Linked DNA regions of Triticum aestivum: regions 2 and 3 are each linked to region 1. A link is a contact called in public Hi-C data. All regions are on one chromosome and are shown on one strand. The core of a region is the stretch at or near the end of the contact, and the rest is flanking DNA. Distances in the headings are between cores, read along the strand shown. Region 1 holds the start of LOC123099373 (thymocyte nuclear protein 1). Region 2 holds the start of LOC123099368. Region 3 holds the start of LOC123099377 (probable galacturonosyltransferase-like 1).

What was found. A called contact is a pair of places that touch in the nucleus more often than the background predicts.
Region 2: a contact with region 1 is called in a Hi-C map of leaf, with 2.1 times the contacts expected there. The contact joins the promoter of LOC123099368 here to the promoter of LOC123099373 in region 1. A contact is called at or near these places in 2 of 5 Hi-C or Micro-C datasets (both in leaf).
Region 3: a contact with region 1 is called in a Hi-C map of leaf, with 6 times the contacts expected there. The contact joins the promoter of LOC123099377 here to the promoter of LOC123099373 in region 1. A contact is called at or near these places in 2 of 5 Hi-C or Micro-C datasets (both in leaf).

Annotation. Positions count from the first base shown.
Region 1 is chr4D:9,097,973-9,101,882 of IWGSC CS RefSeq v2.1, reverse strand. It overlaps LOC123099373 (thymocyte nuclear protein 1), which reads right to left and starts at 2,472. Exons shown (of 2, transcript XM_044521543.1): 1 at 1,692-2,472; 2 at 1,257-1,572. The coding sequence starts at 2,457. The coding sequence ends at 1,711.
Region 2 is chr4D:8,928,500-8,932,476 of IWGSC CS RefSeq v2.1, reverse strand. LOC123099368 reads right to left here and starts at 1,659. Exons shown (of 1, transcript XM_044521539.1): 1 at 526-1,659. The coding sequence starts at 1,126. The coding sequence ends at 659.
Region 3 is chr4D:9,317,573-9,321,520 of IWGSC CS RefSeq v2.1, reverse strand. It overlaps LOC123099377 (probable galacturonosyltransferase-like 1), which reads right to left and starts at 1,657. Exons shown (of 1, transcript XM_044521548.1): 1 at 366-1,657. The coding sequence starts at 1,594. The coding sequence ends at 542.

The DNA.
Region 1 (3,910 bases), core at 1,223-3,722:
ATATTGTGATCAAAACTAGGTGCCCAAGAGGTCGGCCTCGTCATCGATGAGCTTGTCGAGCTCATTGAACATCTCCTCCTCCTCCTCCTCCTCCTCCTCCTCCTCGGCGAGCTAACCGGGATCCTCGAACATCTCCTCACGCTCGCGTTGAAACAGGCGATCTCGCGGCGGTCGCGCTCTTTCTCCATGGACAAGAAGAACCATCGGTTCTCGGCGAGGATCTGTGGGTCCTCCTCGAGGAGTGAGGCCACGAAGGCAACGTCGCCGCGCTCGGGCGCGAGATGCGCCTTGGCTGTATGGTGCTTCTTCTGCTCGGCCCTGGAGACGAGCCTAACGGGAGGCGTGATGGTGGCGGCGGTAAGGAAGTTGAGCTTCACCCGACTCCCGAAAACGGGGAGCGGGGGCGTCATAGGGCGTGCATTGCCTCCCCGGCGATGGCGAATGTGCCAATCCACACGTGTGCCGCCGTGTTGGGGTTACAGATCTCCGCTGTCCACTTTTCTCCGGCCGGAGCCTCACGCTGCAGTACTTCAGCGGCGGCGCGGTGCTCATATATATGATATGATCAGGAGTCCTATGGAGGCTGTCTTCACTATTTGTTCTTTTTTGTTGTACTGGGCAGGTCTCTTGAAAGAAGATAACAAGATGAAGCTCCAAGAAGGAGTGCAGCAGGTGTTGAGGATAGCATCTACACTTGCTGAGCAGCTGAAGAACGCGGGAGGTGATGGTGAGGGGCACATTGTGGGCGCCTGATTCTATTGTGCGATATCTTGTTGATCTGTGCTGGCGAGTGGCGATTGCCTCTAGTCTTTTGAGGTACTCCAGCTGTGAATGCTACGTCCTATGCATGTTTAACTGTGGTGCTGATTTCCTTGGTTGTGACTGGGTGTTTTGTTATGAACTATGGTGGTAGTAGGTTTTTGCCCCGTAGGATATCTCTCGACAGCGAAGATATCGTAGCAGGTTACCTACCAGTGCCCTAACCCGCTTACCTCTTTGCCTTCATATTTGTATTGCTGTACTGTGATGTAAGAACTGGTTATATTTCTGCTGAGCAATTAGTGGAAAAGGGGTGAAAGCCCAGTTGTTATATCAGACACTTGTGTCGTGTTCTAACTCAGAAGGTTTTTTGCCTGCATCCTACAGATGATGAATCATAGAAGCCACGCAGCTGTAATTCGCTCCAAAAGACTCGTTTTCCTGGGTAGATAGTGTGATCATCATTTAACACATACGTAACTAACACAGGACATCCATGAGGCCGTTCAGTGTCATGGCATCCCATCCACGGCATGAAACCAACTGCTCGAAAACTCCATGAACAGCATATCCATACAGCCACAGACAACATCATATGACCCAACCGTCCTTGCAACATGCCAACATCGACCACTGAACTTATAATTAGGAGTACTAGCTAGAGGATACACACTTGGTCACGCTTGATGCAGAGACGGCAAACACTAGAGAGGATACACAAAATGTCACTGAAATGCTCCTCAGAAATGCCATCTCTTGTAGGCCAAAAGACATCACAGAATGATCCTTCCCAAAGCATTATGCCACCTGCATCTAGAACGATTTCACAAGATTAGCAGACAATTTGATGTGACAAATATGAAGTGCAGAAACAAATTAGTCTCAGATTGCTCCAGGAAACATTTTTGCGTTTGCAGCAGGGGCTTGTTTACCTTCAGAGTCCAGAGCATATCAACCCTCTGCTTCATGTTCTCCCACCTCCCCATCCTGAACAAAGCCACCCCCCATCTCACAAACCCAGTCCCAGACCTCCACCGGCACGGGCATCACCGAGAGCCGGGCCTGCCGGATCAGCGCGAAGTCCTTCATCCCCTCCACCTCCCCCGCCGCCGCCGCCTTCTTGATCTCCCCGAGCCCCACGGGCCTCTGGAACTCCCCGACGGCCCGCACGTCCACGGCGCCGCCGGCCGTCGCCTCCACCTCCCCGCCCTCGTACCACTCCCTGGCGACCTCGACGACGCCCACCACGCGGCGCGACGCGGCGCCGGCGCCCGAGTGGTAGAAGAGGCAGCGGTCGCCGCGGCGCATCGCGCGGAGGTAGTTCATGGCCTGGTGGTTGCGGACGCCGTCCCACGGCCCGATGCCCCCCGGCGCGCCCGCCTGGTCCGACCACGACCACTCCCCCGGCTCCGTCTTCAGCAGCCAGTACTTGCTTGCGGCGGGCGCTGCTCCTTTCTTGCCAGCGGCCGGCGCGGCTTTCTTGGTCGCGATGGGCCCGGCTTTCTTGCCGACGGCGGCCGCGGATTTCTTGCTGACGGCGGCCGCGGCTTTCTTGCTGGCGGCGGTGGCGCCGCGAGCTGCTTTCCTCGGCATCCTGTGAGGTCTCAGGGCTGCGGCTATCGCCGGAGCAGGCAAGGATCTTATATTGGCGGGAAATTGGGCGCTAGGGATTGAGAATGCGCGGGGAATCCCTACCATGGCGACGGCTCCCGCTTCCCCTGCTCTCAAAGCCTAAAACGAAACGGCGGTCTAGATCGGGCCGTGCAGGGCTGGGCTCACAACAAGCCCACCTTTCTCTGGGCCACCAAATTGGCCGAGGTAAAGCCCAATAGGACAACCAAGCCGAACAAGCACTAAACGAGGACAAAAAAAAAAAAGCACTCAACGAGGTTTTTCTCCAAAAGAAAAAACACTCAACGAGGTTTTGTAGTTGGTCCACCTATGAAAAAACGAGGTTTGGCAACAGTAGTGTGCACCAAAGAAATGAAACTGAATTCAAAAAAGGGTTTGACCAAAAAGGTTGTGTGGATTCGAATTCATTCTGTGCATGGTACACATGATACCTTCCAGTACCAAAGCTAGGGCACTAATACAAGCAAATCTAACAAAAACCAAGGCTATCTTTTTTTTACGGGAATAAACTTATATTACTCATCAAAGATTAATACAATCAGAGGCGCATAACTGTGCAACACCTGGGGGTCCTGCACCTAGCCATACGGCAGTACGACTATGTAATATACCAAAATTTGCTAAAAAAATGGCTCACCTTATTCTGACTACGTCGTACATGAGTAATATGGGTCTTCCTCTCCAAAAGCTTCTGTTTAATCTCTTGGACCAAGAAAACAAATCTTGATCTATCTTGCTTCTCACTTGTCACCATATAAATGGCCTCCAAACAATCAGTTTCAACTTGAAGAGGTAGATTGCTCCATTGCATAGATAGTGTGATTCCTTCCGACAGTGCACAAAGTTCAGATTCTAATGCATCCGTGCATGTTAGTAGGTGGCGGCATGCAGCGAGCACTGTATTGCCTATAGTATCTCGAGGAATCATACTCGTGGACGAAGAACCATCAGATGCAAGAAAAGATCCGTCGGTGTTCAGTTTAACAGAACCTTGCATCGGCGGTTCCCACTTCAGTTCAGTAGGTTCTATGGCATCCAACACTTGCTGCAGTATCTGTTCAGGTTCAAGTAGAAACTTGCCTTTGATCAACTCATGCTCAGATTTTATATTCAGATTCATGATGGAAGAAACATAGCTGCACAAGAACCTCGTAGATACGTCCAGTGGTGGCGCAGGTTTAGAGTGTACCACTTCGTTTCTTACATACCAAATGCGCCAAAGTAGCATAAAGAGCTGCATCTTTTGCACTTCATTGAGCTCACTTACCAAATGGAATGTCCATGCCCGGTATTCATTACCTTTCCAACATCCGGGATTGACCAACACTTGTCCATTGCTCGCCAGAGAGACACGGCCATGGGGCATCTACACAGGGCATGGAAAGAATCCTCCATCTCCCTGTCACATACCGGGCAAGTGTCATAAATCTCTAAATGTCTGTGTTTCTTCAACGACTGTGTTGGTAGTGAGTTTGTGGCCAAACGCCAAATAAAAACCTTCACTTTCGGTGGTGCAAGG
Region 2 (3,977 bases), core at 410-2,909, 170 kb after region 1:
TTTATTTAGTAAAACCATAAAATGGATAAAGACTTCTGTATGTTTTGAAAAATGTTAATGTAAATTCTACTTTAAAAAAAGTGCCCTGTCGTATATAGAAAACGTTCATATGAGTTAGATAAGGCATTCATTCAAGTACATCAAATGAAATGTTCATGTAATTTCCAAAAATTGAAATTGTTCCTACAAATAATACATCCATTGCTCATACAACCAAACTTCATTTTCTTCAAAATTTAACGTATGGTGTACCGTCAAAAAGCCACCTCTTGGCTGGGTGTTAAGATTGATAGTACTAGTACATAACTCTATCCAACAAGACTGAAATCTGATGTCCATATTTACACAACTATGTGTGTGTGTATCTCGGTATAATCTGTGGCATTCGTAGACAAGTTTTGTCACCAAAGTTCAGAAGTTGGTCACATGTTCATGGGTCCTCGCCTTTTAGCTAAAAATTAAGGCCCTAATACCACTCTAAAAAACATGTGAGTGAATTTAAAACTCCAGAGTCCAGGATTCTGATTTGTTTGGCACTACTTCTCACCCAGTAACGAATATGATCTGCACCACGGGACATCAGCAGTAGTACAAAATGGCAAAGAAAATCGTATAATACAAAAAACACCGGAAATGGTCAATCTGATGATCATCCATTTCAGGGGTTTTTGGTCAGCCTGACGACGCTCTCCTCTGCAACACCACAAGAGGTCTTGCAAGAGAGGCCGAGCCCAAGAGCGAACCTAAGCCCGGCCCACCCGAGCATCTTCTGGGCCTCGGTGTGCCCCCTGCCGGTCTTCCTGCCGCTGGCCGTGCAGGCGACGTAGGCCGCGAGGAACGGGTCCTCCTCCGGCCGGACGCCCCGTCGGCTGGACCTGCTCCTCGCCGCCTTCACCGGCGGCGACAGGGACGGCGCTCCGGGACCTCCCGGCGGAGGCGGCACGCGCAGCTGGTGCGTCCGTGCCTCCGCCTTCTTGGTGCTCTCCGGCGTAGTACTCCTTCCGCCGGAGGGCAGCTTCGTCGTCTCGGCCGCCGGGCTCTCCTTGGACACCCCCGGCTCCTGCTCCCAGGAGAACGCCACCGCCCCGCACGCCGCGACAGCTCCGGGCTCCTTGCCTATACCCATCTCCAGCTAGAGATCAGTGAATCACGCTAGCTAGCTCGTAGAATCCGAGATGAAGAAGACGAAGAGACGGCGTGGTCCGAGAGGAGGAAGAAGAAGAGCGGAGGTGGTAGCAGAGTGGTGCCGCCGTGCACGCGAAGCGCATGCTCGCGGTGGGGTCGAGAGGTCTGGTTCTTGGTTCGGTGGTATGCGGGTACGACGCGGTGCTAGCTGTAGCTGTACTACACAGGCCGGCGAGGAACGTGGCGGGTTTCCTGGAGGTTTTATAGCGGCGCAAACAGGGTTAGTTCGGCAAGGTTTGATCGGCCGACGGATGTGACGGCCGGGGGTCTCGATCAGGAGCTCAGGACGGGTGGTGGCCGGCGCGTCCTTTTCCGCGTTCGGTTTCGCCTTTGTGGCATGTGGGAGATAGGATCGTGGAGCCCAAAACAGAACTGCATGCGCACGCACGCAAATCCGCCGGCGGCTAACCGTGTACCGGCAATACGGTTGCAGATGCCGCTGCATGCAGATTTGATCGACCTCGCACTCTGCCTGCAGCGAGGTTGGCTATCTGATCTTGATCTCGTCGCAGTTTGCGTGACAATGCTACCGGTTATCACGACCTCGGCGCTAGGTTACAGCGCAGGGGTCAGGACGCAGACCACGACTTCCATGCGTGCTACCTGTAGTCCGTAGAAAATGTAGGCTTGGGAGCCGCCAGAGGGCCGAGACAAATCAAGGGTTGTGATGCGTGTCATGGGCTCACGGGCGGGCCGACCTTTAGCTCGGAGAGCGCCAGCAATGGCTATTTTACTCGCGGCTCGCGGCGCATGTGACCCGGCGTTTTGTAGGGTCCAAGCCGGTTTTGGGATAGATGGAAGAACGAAAGATAATGACATTTCTTTTGTAATGTAGTGGCATTTCAATAATAACATACATAACATACTGTTGGGAAGTCTCGGAGGCAGGCCAACTGGCTTTTTGTAAAAGTGACGAGCCGTGCTACACGTCAATGTTGTATTGTTGTTAAGTTCTTGACGCTAATGTCAATATCTTTTTGGTTCTAGTCCTTCTCAACATCAACCACTCTAACCAAATACTACATGGTGCAACTTTGGCTCGTGTTTGGGTTGAATACTAGTACTACATAATTTGTGAAGTGTGTTGGATCAGTGTAGATTACCTCATACTCCCTCCGTTCCTATATATAAGGTGTATTTGTTTTTAGATAAAATTCCAGAATGTAAGGTGCATTTCTTCTAATTCCTCATAATTCCCTTGTTAGCCCTCTAGAAATAAAGAAAGTATCTCTCTCCTGATTATCCGTATCTCTCCTTGTAGTAAAAGAAGGAAACTATCTCTCTGTCGATTGCATGTATCTCTTACTTTCCTATATTAACTGATTTACTTGCCACTAACCAATAAATTGGCCAAGGGTAACTTCGTCCTAACATGTCTATAATTATGTACCTTGGTCACCGTGTCGAAAATAATACACCTTACATAAAAGAACGGAGGGAGTAATTGCATATTTGAGAGAAACCTAATAGAAGATTTTTAATACTCACTTAGGAGGTCTCTTTGAATTGTATACAACTTTCATCTGAATGATTACAACTCTAGGAAATCCTTTCTATGAAAACCCTTTGGATCATGGGTTTGGATTATCAAATTGCTATGAAATTCATTCCTATGCCCCTTATTCTATAGGAATCTTAACATGAGTTTATATCTCGTCTTATTTCTTTAGTGCACCATCCAAAGGAGGTTGCTGCAGAACTCTTGCGGGGTTCCACGATACGTGACATTTAAATCATGCGTCTTCCCCATTTATGTGTTTTCATATTCCTAAAATCCAAATAGCATCTTAATCCTTTGTTTGGGTTTGCAAATGTTTGTGGGCTGCTCCACTAGCATTCGAGTCCATTTTGACGTAGCGGCCGCCGTTTTATGCTTCATTCCATGTTTTACTCCAGGGCACCATCTCCGGCATGGTGTCGATCCACATCTTCCTACCATTAGTGATAAAGTCGGACAACAACTCGTTTGAATGCTTCCACCTGATTAACTAAAAGTAAACTATGTGTGATTGTTATCACTTGCTCTATAGCTTCGTGATCGAGCATGGCGTGTGTCTGCTCCCATTGTTGGACCATCGCTATTCCCAAAGCAAAAGCTCCCCTTTTTCCTCGGTGGAGCTAACAACATTAAGCTCAACCATGCCATGGTAGCGGACTTCTCCTACACTAGGGGCTTGACCTACTCGATGATCCACATTCTTTACTTGTTTCTTTAGCGGCGGACACTTGCAACACTTCATCTACACACGTGGTTCTTAGTCTATTAGGATGTGTGTGTGTGTGTGTGTGTCCTTTTGTTCACCGTGTATTGCTCTACATGTTCTCCTCGTGTATGAGAGCTTTGGCATGTATTCTTGCAAACATATCGGAGTACTCCCACACATGGGGTATTTCCAAATTAAAAAAAATCACCACATAAGTTATGAAAAAGGGCGCGTCCGGTGCTAAAAGATCATATCCGAGGTATTGGGAACATGAAAAAGGTTCAAAGTCTTGAGTCTCCTAGAACATTGCATAGGTGTTGCCCCGAACCATTCTCCTAGGGTTTCGAGTGGCTCTCGGCAGCGCGCGGGCGATTCCGATCTACTGCGGTGCAAGAGTTTCTTCTCTCTCAACCGCAATCTCCCAAGGAGGCCCTGATCGTTGACTACTCTCTCTGCTGCTCTCGGGGTGATTAAGGTGGGGCCTTGCGTCCCTGCCCATCCTTGGAGCGCGAGGACAGCGACGGGTTAGGGTTTTTGGGTTGGGTTGGCGGTCATGGCGAGCTCGGGATCAAGGACGAAGGACAGGGA
Region 3 (3,948 bases), core at 408-2,907, 220 kb before region 1:
TTTTTGAATTTTCTACTGTAGCTCAGGAGCAGATGAGCCCGGACGCCGAGTTGGATTTTCGCTGCTATTCACGTTTTTTTTATTTTTACTCGTAGTTTTGTTTTCTTACCCTGAACTAAGTCGACCGAAGTCATTCTTTCGTGAAACTATTTAATTTTAATTTTATACGAGTATAACACTAGATCATGTTTGTTTTTAAAAAAATAGAAACTTTTGCCTTGTCATGGCATTTCCGGTCTTCGACCCGATTATACTACTGGCTAGATTTTTCTGAATTGTCTGTGCGATTTTGATCACAGTCCAACTGTTCCGGAGTTTTGAGTACCACTCTACTTTGCTTTATTATTAATTAAGAGAAGAGAAAATAGAGTAATTAACTAGTCCATTTCTGTTAAATGTTCGTCCAAACACTATGTACACTTGCAGCTTGCACAAACACTCTAATTAATTAAAGCTGACAACAACAATCAACAAAAGAAAGATCTCCTAATTAAACCAGACCGATCAAAAAAGAGAGTGGATCGAAGGCGACCGTCAGTCATCACAAGACGGCGTCGATCCCGGTGTCCGGGCGGAGCAGGTCGTACTTGGCCCAGACGGCGTCGAGCGGGCAGGGCCGGCCGGCGTCGAGCCGGTCCCACGGCTTGCCCTTGCCGCTCCAGTGCAGGAGGCTGACGGGGCCGGCGTGGAGGCCGCGGCATAGCCCGCGGTAGTTGTCGCCGCCGAGGCCGTGCTGGTTCCAGCGGTGGTCGACGGCGGCGATGCGGCCGGCGAACACCAGGAGGAAGGGCGGCAGGGAGCCGAGCTCGTAGATGCGCACCCGCCGCTGCAGCTCCATCCACCCCTCGATCTGCGCCGTGTACCCCGCCGCCCGCCACCGCGGCAGGTCGAGCACCATGACGCCCGTGTTGAAGTAGCACGCGCGGCGCCCGCGGAAGGTCCGGGAGAGTGCCGGGCTGGCCCAGAACCCCGGCGTGAAGTAGGCGGTGAAGTTGGCGCCGCAGTACTCGGGCGCCGCCACCGCCGCGTTCCCCGGGAGCGGCGTGGCGGCGAGCGCGGCGACGTCGTCGGTGAGCACGACGTCCGAGTCCAGGTACACGACGCGGCGCACGCAGGGCGGCAGCGTGGTGGCCAGGTAGGAGCGCGCGTAGTTGAGCGGCCGGTCGAGCGCGCCGCGGACGGACGCCGAGATGCGGCCCGCCACCCGCGACTCGTCGAACGGGTACGCCCGGAACGCCAGCGACGGGAACGACGCGCGCACGGCGGCCACCAGCTCCGCCGTCCGGGAGGGCGACCCGGCGGCGGTGAGGAAGTGGAAGTGGACGGACTCCGGGCAGGAGGCGTGGCGCAGGACGGAGAGCACCGCGGCCATGGTGCCCCGCAGGTAGGACGCGTCCAGCGTCATCGCCACGTGCACGGCCGCGCGCGGCGAGCAGGCGCCGTCGTCCTTGCCGGACGCGGGCGGGAGCGGCGCCGGGCAGCGCGCGGAGGCCGAGTTGGTGAAGTGCGGCGCCTCCCTGAACCTGGGCAGGGGCGCGGCCGCGGCCGCCGCGCCGGCGGCGCAGAGGAAGAGCAAGACGAGGAGGCGCGACATGCTTGGCTACTGCTTGGTTTAGAAGGTGGTGCGTGCGGTGGCGCGTTGTTTGTGTGCGGGCATGAGAGCATGAGCATGAGCGCGCGGCCGACCGTGTTTTTATACGGGCGCGTGGCCGCGTGCGGCGTGCGGGAAAGGGGAGGCGTCAAATTTGGGTCAAAGGCTTGGAGAGGTAGGAGCGAAGGAAAGCGTGTTTGAAATCATGTGTAACACGCGCGTAACTTGGTAAAGAAAACCGGGTGAAAATGCCGGTAGGTCAAACGTGTCTACGTGTTCGACTATGGTCTATAGTATGGCATTGGGCAGCAAAATCGATATATTTGTACATGAGTGCAAATGTGATGCATCTTCCCGAATATCCAATTCTGAGCTTAAATTTGTTTTTTTTCTAAAGTTACTCAATGTCCAAACAATTTAAAATTTGGAGCGGACATCACCCACCAATTATCTGTCATGGCAAAAAAAAGGAATTTTTTGAAATTTTCTACTATTTGTTTTGAATTTTTTATTCAGCATGGGTGCAGATGAGCCTGCGAGCCAAAACGCCTCACTCTGCATCTTCCATTTTACTTGTAATGAGCATTTGAAATCATGTGTTTCAGTGTACGTGGATATCAAATGCTTACCACTGTGAACTGTGTTTGTGGGAGCGGTGATAGTTTTCGTTCATAAAGCATCTACAGTTGGGCGCCCCAATTCCGTCTTAAACGTCCGGACGGACGGCCCAGTCACTAACCGGTCATGAAAAATGCGATCCATATAGGCTTTTTAAACGGGACTCAAACGTCCGAACTGACGGGCGCCCCTCATATCCAGCTCAAATATGGGGCGTATATGAGGGCGTCCGGGCGTGTCCCTCACGTCGGACTGATGATGGGGTCCCACAGGAAAACAGTCTTAAACCCGGCGGTCCGAAGCTTGTTTCCTTTGTCGGACCAATGTTGACGTTCCAGCGGGTCGCGTAGTGCCTACCCCGGCTATTTAAGCCGACCGCCGACACTGAAACTCAACCCGTCAATATTCCCTCCCCCCCACCACCTGGTCCGCCGCCGTCACATTCCACTCTCCGCCCGCCACCACTAGCATCGAATGCCCCCACGTCGTCGGGTAAGGAGCTATCCATGTCTAATGCTGGAGCGCTGGCTGCAGCTCCTTAAGCAGATCTGGACAAGGCGCGAAGTCCGGGTCACTGCGGGGCTACCTCTGGATGCAGTGGATCCAGAGGAAGACTTGGAGGAGGAGGAGCCGAAGGAGGATGTGGGGGACGCTGGGGACGCGGATCTGCAGGCCATCCTCGGTTCCTTCCGCTCAGAGTCAGATGCGGAGGCTAGACAACGTTGTCAGTAGGAGATGGAGGCAGAGCACTCTGCGGAGGAGGAGATGCTCGCGTACATGGATGGGGTCAAGGAGGAGGAGGAGCCCTCCTACGTGCCCTTCCACCCGGCGCCCTGCACCGACGTCGTGGCCTGGCTGCGGGACCTGGTCAAGTAGTACGTGCCACGTGGTAGCATGCTGCCCGATGCCAGATCTGTCTGTGCGAGCGAATCCTCCGGTACAATGTCCAGGCTCGCGTCTGCCCAAGGCGCGGCGGCGGTGGAGAGCTCTGCCCGAGGGTGAACGGCGATCTTGAGAATTATTATCAGTACTAGTAGTAAACCCAAGCGAGAAAGGAAAAACAATGTTGTCATGCTACGACGTAAGCATGGGCATATAATTTTTTTTGCCATGACATGCAAAATAATATCCCGAGCATCATAAATAAGGTGTACCCTCAATAAAAAGAACGCACTAATTTGAAACAACTCCTTATTCCGGATGGGCAGAAAAATGCAAATATTTATAATCAATCGAGATTTACTAAAGTACTTGTTTTATTTTATCTTACAAATGATGACTTATGAATGTCAACTAGACCAATTATGCACGCCTGACTCCTTTGGTTTTATTTTAGAATGAAAGGACACCTCGACATTTGTAGCAACTAATGTCAACCACCTCTATAAACCACTTCTACTTTGATTTTATTTTGAAAAGAAAGGACAATCCGACCTTTTCAACGGCTGATGCCTGCTACAGCAATATGCAACACATGGTATAACATAATTCGCAAAAAAAACACATGGTATAACATATACATCACATATTCTTTTACAAAAGGTCATAATCCAAATCAGATGAATAAAGTACAAAGCATGGGCATCACAAATATATAATTGTTAAATAGGTTATAAGCTGGGTCTCACTCAATATGCTATAGCAAACTAGAATTCCTCCAATGCTTAATACCACTGGGAGCCTTAGGGTGGAGTCTACATGCCACCATTTCCTCTTCTAGTTTTGACCCCTCAAATCAT